2 separate regions of the Oryctolagus cuniculus genome follow, and region 2 is linked to region 1. Evidence: chromatin contacts called from public Micro-C data. All regions are on one chromosome and are shown on one strand. Each heading gives the region's core, a stretch centred on a gene start, on an enhancer-like site or on the middle of the called end of the contact. The rest is flanking DNA. Distances are from core to core; before and after follow the strand shown.

The links. A called contact is a pair of places that touch in the nucleus more often than the background predicts.
Region 2: a contact with region 1 is called in a Micro-C map of ear pinna, with 14 times the contacts expected there. The contact joins the enhancer-like site here to the promoter of YPEL2 in region 1. A contact is called at or near these places in 6 of 6 Hi-C or Micro-C datasets (ear pinna, embryonic fibroblasts, liver and 3 more).

The regions. Positions count from the first base shown.
Region 1 is chr17:34,652,318-34,656,387 of mOryCun1.1, forward strand. YPEL2 (yippee like 2) reads left to right here and starts at 2,515. Exons shown (of 3, transcript XM_070060991.1): 1 at 2,515-2,733. The coding sequence starts at 2,588.
Region 2 is chr17:34,752,819-34,756,403 of mOryCun1.1, forward strand. No RefSeq gene overlaps it. Among named protein-coding and RNA genes, the nearest start is that of DHX40, 99 kb to the right of the region's middle. Within about 2 kb of position 1,478, at least 1 of the 8 cell types and tissues checked has an H3K27ac peak or open chromatin away from gene starts, as enhancers often do. A contact at or near this core is called in ear pinna, where this site is marked.

The DNA of each region.
Region 1 (4,070 bases), core at 1,265-3,764:
TCGGAGCTGCTGTGGAGAGAATGGAGGTGGGCAGCAGGGAGATCAGCTGGGGCGCTGCTTCCTGTGGGCAAGAGATGTCGCTGGCTCAGAGTGAGGTGGTAGCAGCAGACAAAGATATATTCTCAGCACAATTTTTTTTCCGACTTTTTGTTTCAGAGCAAATAGGTATTTTCAAAGTAAAGCTGATGGGACTTGCTGATGGCTTGGCGTGGGGTAAGAGAAAGGAAGACGAGTTAACCACTTCAAAGGCTATGAGAGGGTGAGTCAGGTGAGCACACAAAAGTGACCTTGTTCACAGGAGGGGTAGCACCTGGGCGTCAGCAGTGGGAATGCAGGATCCGAGACAGAAGACAGGCTTTGGGAATGAATGAACTTGGCTCCTCACAGAAGCCAGGGACCTCCCAAAACTTTTACTGCCAAGTTTTTTTAAGAGCCTTGTCTGACCCTGAACAGATTTGTTGATGTCTCTATCCACATGTCTTCATCTCTTTTTTGGATTCCAGGATAAATATCTGTCTATTCTCACAAACTCTTCACTGGCCTCGACTCCCCTCTTCTCGGCAGATTCTTGGGAATACTGTCATCCAAGTCGAGCAGGAAATTCTGCACACAACAGGCACTGAGGGAACATAAGCACGGAGGGGCAGCCAAAGGCACTTGAGTTCAGGGAGGAACTCGCTTCTTCCTTTTTCCTTACCAAGTCACACTACCTGCTCCTTTTGACTGTGAGGTGGCCACACTCAGGCTTAAGAACCCATTCTGCACTGGCTGCCTAGCTGGTTCTATGGTCTACGGCCCCTCCACGCTGGTGGCCTCTTCCAGTCCCCTGCACCCGCACAGCCGGCCTGCAGAGGTCCTCCAAGCTCCCTGGGAGCCACTGCATCCGGCCTGTGCTCTTCAGCTGACACCATCTTTTATTTAAACAGAAACAGTAGCCGGCAATGTTGTTACATAACATACCAGTATCCTAGGGTGTTAAACTTAGAGCTGCATCTACTGTCAGGGAGTGGCGGTCTGGTAACACAGACCATCCCTCCCAGGATGCTGCAGAAAGGTTGTAACAAGCTTGGCTTTCTGGCTCCGCTTGGAATTTCAGAGCTGGAAGGGATTTCACAGAACACCTTATTTCAACCCTCCTGACTTTCAACCGTGGAGACCAAGGACTAGAGACAAGGAAAACCCTCCTGACTTTCAACCGTAGAGACCAAGGACTAGAGACAAGGAAACTTGCCCAGGAGGCAGATCAGAGGGCTTGATAGTAAACTCTTGGTAATCTAAAGAATCCATCTCATCTTCTTAGATTAAGGATTAAACTTCAAAACTTTCTTGCTTGTGATTCTTACCTGAAAGCATTTCCTACCCCTCCTGTTTGGGACTCTCCCAGCTGGTCCACTGGGAACCATAAAACAGTGCCCCTGTTTATGCTACCTGTCAGAGGCCGATAGAGAGAAGGCGTTTTGTTGTTTTTAGTGGCAATGGAACTGGATTCACAGGCAGACACGCATTGTGTCCTAACGGACTGTAACTTGGCTAGCCAAATATCTACTCCAGACGGCTGAGTGGAGTTGAGGGTGAGGTCTTGAGTCACCTGCAAATCTATACCCAGGTGCCATTCTGAGTTTAGGCTGGCAAATCACATGGGAGGAGGCAGCTGCACCTCCTGGAGCGCCTCACCCCCGAACCTGTGGTTGCTTCGAGGGCTGGCAGAGCCCCAGCCGCTGAGTGAATAGGCTGGCTCCACTCTCCCCCCCTTACCCCTGACCATGGCCCTCGCGCTTTATCAAACTGACCTGTTTTCCTGCCGGGAGACTCTGCCCCACTCCACCCACCTGGTGCCTCCCTGGATTTCCTGACTGCCATGAGCTTATTTTCTAACCTCCTCTTCCCTGAAGCGCACCACCCTACCCGTCCCGGAATGCGAGTTCCTGCCCTAAGCTCCCTCGAAAAACAGGCAGCAACAGGGGGGCTTTCTGGGTTCCCGAAGGCTCCCTTCCCACGTTCAACGAAATCACCAAGAGGAGGTGGAGGGAGGGAGCGGGTGGCTTGCTTCTGCGCAGGGCAGAGCTGGGCCGGTGCAGCTGGAGTGATCTTGCTACATTCAACTGCCCCGGGGCCGGAGGGCCACTGCTGAACGGAAACTGCGCTGGGGACGGCTTCAGGTGCAGGGGGGAGGAAGGACCCTCTTGCCCCTGCAAATAGAAGCGCCACACACGCCCACCCCGCCGTCCCCAGGTTCTGGGAATCCCAGGCTGGACCTGGGGACGGACCCCAGACCCACATAAGCAGCCTCCTCCCCGGCCCACCCACTCTCGTCCCCCTCCCTCACTGGCCGTCAGGCCGGTGGTCCCTACGGGGAGACCCGGCCGGCGCTCACCCCACTCCCCGCACCCGAGTCGGGCCACGGCGGAGGGGTGGGGGCGGGAGGCGGGCAGACAGGGGCGGAGTTCCGTCCTTCGCTGATTGGCTCCGCGCGAATGGGCTGCGGCCGTGCCGGGCCAACCCGCGGCGTGTTGCTATGTGCTGAGCCGAGGGGATAGGCGCGGGGGCGCGTCCGTCACGGGGCAGCCCCCGGCCCGGACCCGGAGGGATGCGGAGTGGCGGCCGCGGCAGTGGCGGAGACTGTGGCTTTAAGGGCGCGCCGGCAGCCCGGGCTCTAGCCGGGCCGAGCTCCGCCGCCGCGCACTCCAGCGAAGCCGAGCCGGGGGCCGGCCGGACGGGGCCGCCTGCTGCCAGGTGAGCCAGCCGGGCTCACGGCGCGGGCGGTGGGGCGGGCGCGCGGGGGCGTGGGGCGCGCGTTCGGGACACCGGCCCGGGCCGCCTCGGGCCCGGCTCCTCCGGGGGGCGCGGCGCCCTGCGTGGCGAGGGCGAGGCCCGCGTGGGGTCCCCGTGGGGGCGGGGAGCGAGCGGCGGCCACGTGACCGGTTTGTTTACAAACACTGCCGGGCCTCGGCTGCGGCGCAGGACGTCCCGGAGGCGCGGGCCCCTAACTCGGGCCCCGGGAAGTCCGCGAGCGGAGTGGGCACCGGGGTAGTCGCCTCTCCGCAGCTCACCCCAGTGGGACCGGGGTCCGAAGGGCCAGGGCGGGTGCTTCGGCCGTTTCTGTCCCTGGGTTCGCAGCGTTCCCCCCGAGACCCTAGGGCCCCTGGGTCCCGCCTACGGGCACTGGGCGCGCTCGAAACTCCTGGGAGCGCCCCGCCAGACCCGCCGAGGTAACCGCGGCCGAGTTCCTGTCTGGCCGCTCCCGGCGCCGCCTCAGCGCCCTTGCCAAAGGGGTGGGCGCGAGTCCCTCCTGCCCGCCCGAACGCAGGGGCCTCTCTATCGAGGACGCCCCGGGCGCTGGCGCTGAGGGGCAGCCCTGACCTTCTGCTGCCTCGAGTCCACCCTCTTTGGCCACTGACCTGGGGTGGTGGACTTTTCTCCCATCTCGGGGGCGGGGGTGGGGAACACCTGTTCTTTGGGACTTATTGCTTAAGGGATGCAACCTCTGATTTCGCTGTTGGCTTAAAGACTTTAAAACGGAGCGAGAGGGTGCCTGTTGGCTGTTTCTTTGCTGGGTGTGTGGCTGCCTCTCCCTCAGTCCCGGACGGTGAACCGCACAGGAGCTGCTTCTGAGCTTGGCTGGCGTTTTTGCTTTGGGGCCTCCTTGGAACCTGGGGAAGCTGTTAGGAGGGTGTCTTCACCTTTGGCGAGGTTGAGTGCCAAGCGGACAGCTGTACCCATCTCGGTCGCCTGACCCTTCTTCCCTTGCTCGATAGGCGAGATGGGGCTGTGCACCCCGGAGCACTGGGCCCGAGAGGTAGCCGGTGGCTTCTCTGGACCTCACTGGACATCACAGGTGCCGGGAGCCGTGGGAGTTAAGTTGAGAAGTGAACCACCTCACTGCTGTGCGGTGGGACGTGGCCTCCAGGGTCACAGAGCCTGTGACCCAGTGAGAGTGGATTCAGCCTTTACCTGGCCATGCTACTCTTGAGCCCTGGTGTGAGTGCCGACCAGGTCTTGCCCCAGGAGCAGGCTCAGGCCCTCCCCTGAGCCCCAGCCCTGGCCCAGCTCCGTGGTAGTCTGTCAGGCAG
Region 2 (3,585 bases), core at 228-2,727, 99 kb after region 1:
TTGGGTCTCCTAAAGCAGTGGTTCTTGAACTTGAACATCAATGTGGGGCTCTTCCTAAAATGCAGATGCGTATTCGGTAGGAGTGGGTTGGGCCTGAGACGCTGCATTTCTCTTCAGCTCCCTCCTAGGTGTTGCTGCTGGTTGAACAGCTTTGCTTTGAGTGGCATCACCCTGCTGCCCCCCAGTACGGTGCTTCAGCATAAACAAGTTACGACTCTGAGTGCTAGCTTCCAAAACTGTTCCCCTTCTGTGGCCTGAGCCCGCCAAGCAAATGCCACCTTGTGGTAAGTCTGTCCCACTTTGATCCCTGGATTGTCCCCCTAAATTAGTTGAGGCCTGAGGAGATGATTTTGCAAGAGTACAGTTTGAATCTGGGTTTAAATTCTAGGACTACAGTTGGTTTTACTCATGTGATTTGAGAGGCTTGGTGAGTTATTTTGGGTGTGTGTGGCCCACCCCTGTAATACTAGGCCCTTCTTGATAAGGACAACAAGTTCTGCCTGCCAGCCCATAGAAGGAGCCCACTGTAACCTGCACAAGAGCACTGAGTTGGAACTCCCCGCTCTGGGCTCCAGGTTCACCTCACTTTTCTCCCAGGGGTTTAGGTAGCTGGAAGCAGAAATAAAGCTTACTTTTATTTACGTGTGGCTGGTAAGTCTCTGTTTCCTGGATAAAGTCCTGTCTCAGAGGCAAAGGACTCCTTCTTAGTTTCACCTTTGACACAGAAAAATTAGTCTTTAACCACATTAAACAGACTTTTATAAATGCTTTGAGCTGGGAGGGGCAGGCTGGCACTAGTGAGACCACAAAGACACCCACTGAGACTCCCAGTGAGGCACCAACACAGGTCTCAAGGCCTTGATTTACTTGTCTGTGAAATCAAGGTGCTGGGCTGAAAGATTCCTATCAGTCTGAAGGTCTGTGATTCTAAGCGATGTGTCAGGGGAAAGGCACACAGACAAGGATGCCACAGCCGGCTCCTTGGCAGACCAAGGTGACAGGGAGGCTCTTGGCCGGTCTCACGGGTCCCAGCTCAGATGCTTGCCCTGATGGTAGAAGTCATCCTTCCTAGAAGCTGTAGAGCCCCACAGCTGCCTGCCCTGTGCTGCCACCTACTGGCTCCTATTCAACCTGGAGGCCATGCTCCCCGCACTGGGTCCGTTTGAACATAAACCACCAGCTACGAGAGGGAATGAAAACAGTGGCACCAGGTGCCACCTCATTAAGGGAATCAGGGACTATGACTAAGAACCCTAAGGTCTTTTTAAACTTGGTAATTTCCTCCTGGTTGTTATTTCCTGTTCGTTTCCCTGTAGCGATTAGCAGTAAAACCCCAAAAGCAGAGAGGACCATGGTGTTTGTTTTTAAGGGCAGCAAGGAAGCAGAGAACTGAGGGAAACTGCAGGAGTTGGAGCAGGTGGAAGGAGCTGAGTGGCTGGAAGGAGGAGGGCTGAGTCCTGGGCCTGTTTGCAGAAGGAAGGAGGGGGTGGGGAATGGAGTTTACCTTCTGCTGGGAATGGAGGCGGCCATCTTCAGGCATTGTCATTCTTTCCTGTTTTGTCTGCAGATGTTCTATGTCTGTCTGTAAGCCAGGAACATGAGGCAAATGTATAGTTCCCAGCCAGGCTTGTAGCACTAGGGCCTTTGTGGCAAACAGTGCCCTACAGAGTAAGGATCCTGAATACAGATGTCAACAGCAGGAGCAAGAGGATAAGGGACCTGGATGGGGGTCGCCAGGAGCCAGGCTGTAGGGAGTGGTGGAGACTGTGGTAAACTGGATAGCCACTCATTCCATGTAAGGAGGCAATAGCTATTCAGCCCCAGGTGGCTCCATCAAACTATGTCCCTACATTGCCAGATTTTTCAAATTCTCAAGAGAAGCTGGAAATCTGGATTATCATATGAAGTCTCCTTATTTTTAAATGTTGGCAGCTAATGAATGTTGCTGAAAAACAAACAACAGTACTAGGTGAGCCAAATAAAACATGCTGGTGAGACATTTAGCCTCAAGGCCAGCTCTTTGAAAACTTGGACCTGAAGCAATTTGCGTTCTGGGATCTGGACACGCAGACGTGACCTTTTCGTGACACATGGACGTCTATCAACAATAACAAGCTACAAACAGGCAAATAGCAGATAAATTAGAGGAGTGCAAAACGTGCTTTAGATAGGTTAGAACTACCATACCTAGGAATCTAGAGAAAGAACTATTTATAAATTTTTCATATCCAACAGGAAAGCTTGAATGTATTTATTCAATAAATCAAGAAGTATTTATTGAGCACCTAATATGTGCTAAGATAAATAAAACATTTTTTTTTTGTAAAGGGCCAGATAGAGTCTCCATCACAACTACTCAGATCAGCCTTTGTAATTGCAAAACAGCCTTCCACAATGCATAAACCAAAGGCTATAGCTCTGTTCCAACTTTATAACAGGAAGCAGTCCAAATTTGGTCCATGGGCCAATCCTTGATCTAGAAGATTTAAAAGAGCAGATAGCATAATGTAACAGTTTTCTTTAAGGAAACTTACATATTTGTTTTTCCTGTTAAGGAATTAGGGGGATAGCCCTATGATTTTTAAATCATATTTTTGTAATGGTATAATACAAGCTATTATAAATACCCTGCTGAAGTTTCTATAAGCGTTGGCTGTCATGCTGATCCTAACTACTGAAGTGAGTTTGCCAAGGTTGTTGGAATAGGAATTTAATTTAGGAGGACTTTTTGATAAAGGGGCACCGTTTACACAGGGCCCCACAGGGTTTTGACTGAGATAGTCATCTGAATGGAGGTGTTCAATTCCTTGCTGTTTTGCTTGGATTTGAAACTGTTGTGCAAAGGCGACATAAAGCTGAGCACAGCTGTTTGTTTCCCGTATCCTAGGACTTACTACTTGGAACTTTCAAAAATATATTCTAAAGAGCAAGCAGTATATCATTTTCCTCTTTAGTGAAGTGAGAGTATAGGGAAGTGAAAGTATAGGGAAGCTGGTCCCCCAAACTGTTTTATGAATGGCAGGTGTAAAGACTATGGCCATGTTAACTTCTTTAGATACCACTTTTATGAAATGTCCACTAAAGCTTCCCAGCTATTTATGTGGCTGCAGAAGATACTACCTAGTGAGGACTGCGACCCTCCTCCCATCCCGAGCCTGTGTCTGTCTTCTTTTATAGAATTCTTTTTTGTTGTTGTTGTTTTAAAGATTTATTTATTTATTTGAAAGTCAGAGTTACACAGAGAGAGAGAGAGAGGTCCTCCATCCAATGGTTCACTCCCCAACTGGCCGCAGTGGCCGGAGCTGCACTGACCCGAAGCCAGGAGCTTCCTCTGTACCACGCGGGTACAGGGGCCCAAGGACCCGGGCCATCTTCCACTGCACTGCCTCCCAGGCCACAGCAGAGAGCTGGGTTGGAAGTGGAGCAGCCAGGTCTCAAACTGGCGCCCATATGGGATGCCGGCACCTCAGGCCAGGGCATTAACCTGCTGCGCAACAGCGCCGGCCCTATGTTGTTGTTTTTCAAAGATTTATTTCATTTATTCGAGAGGCACAGTTGTATAGAGAGACTTCCAGCAGATTTTCC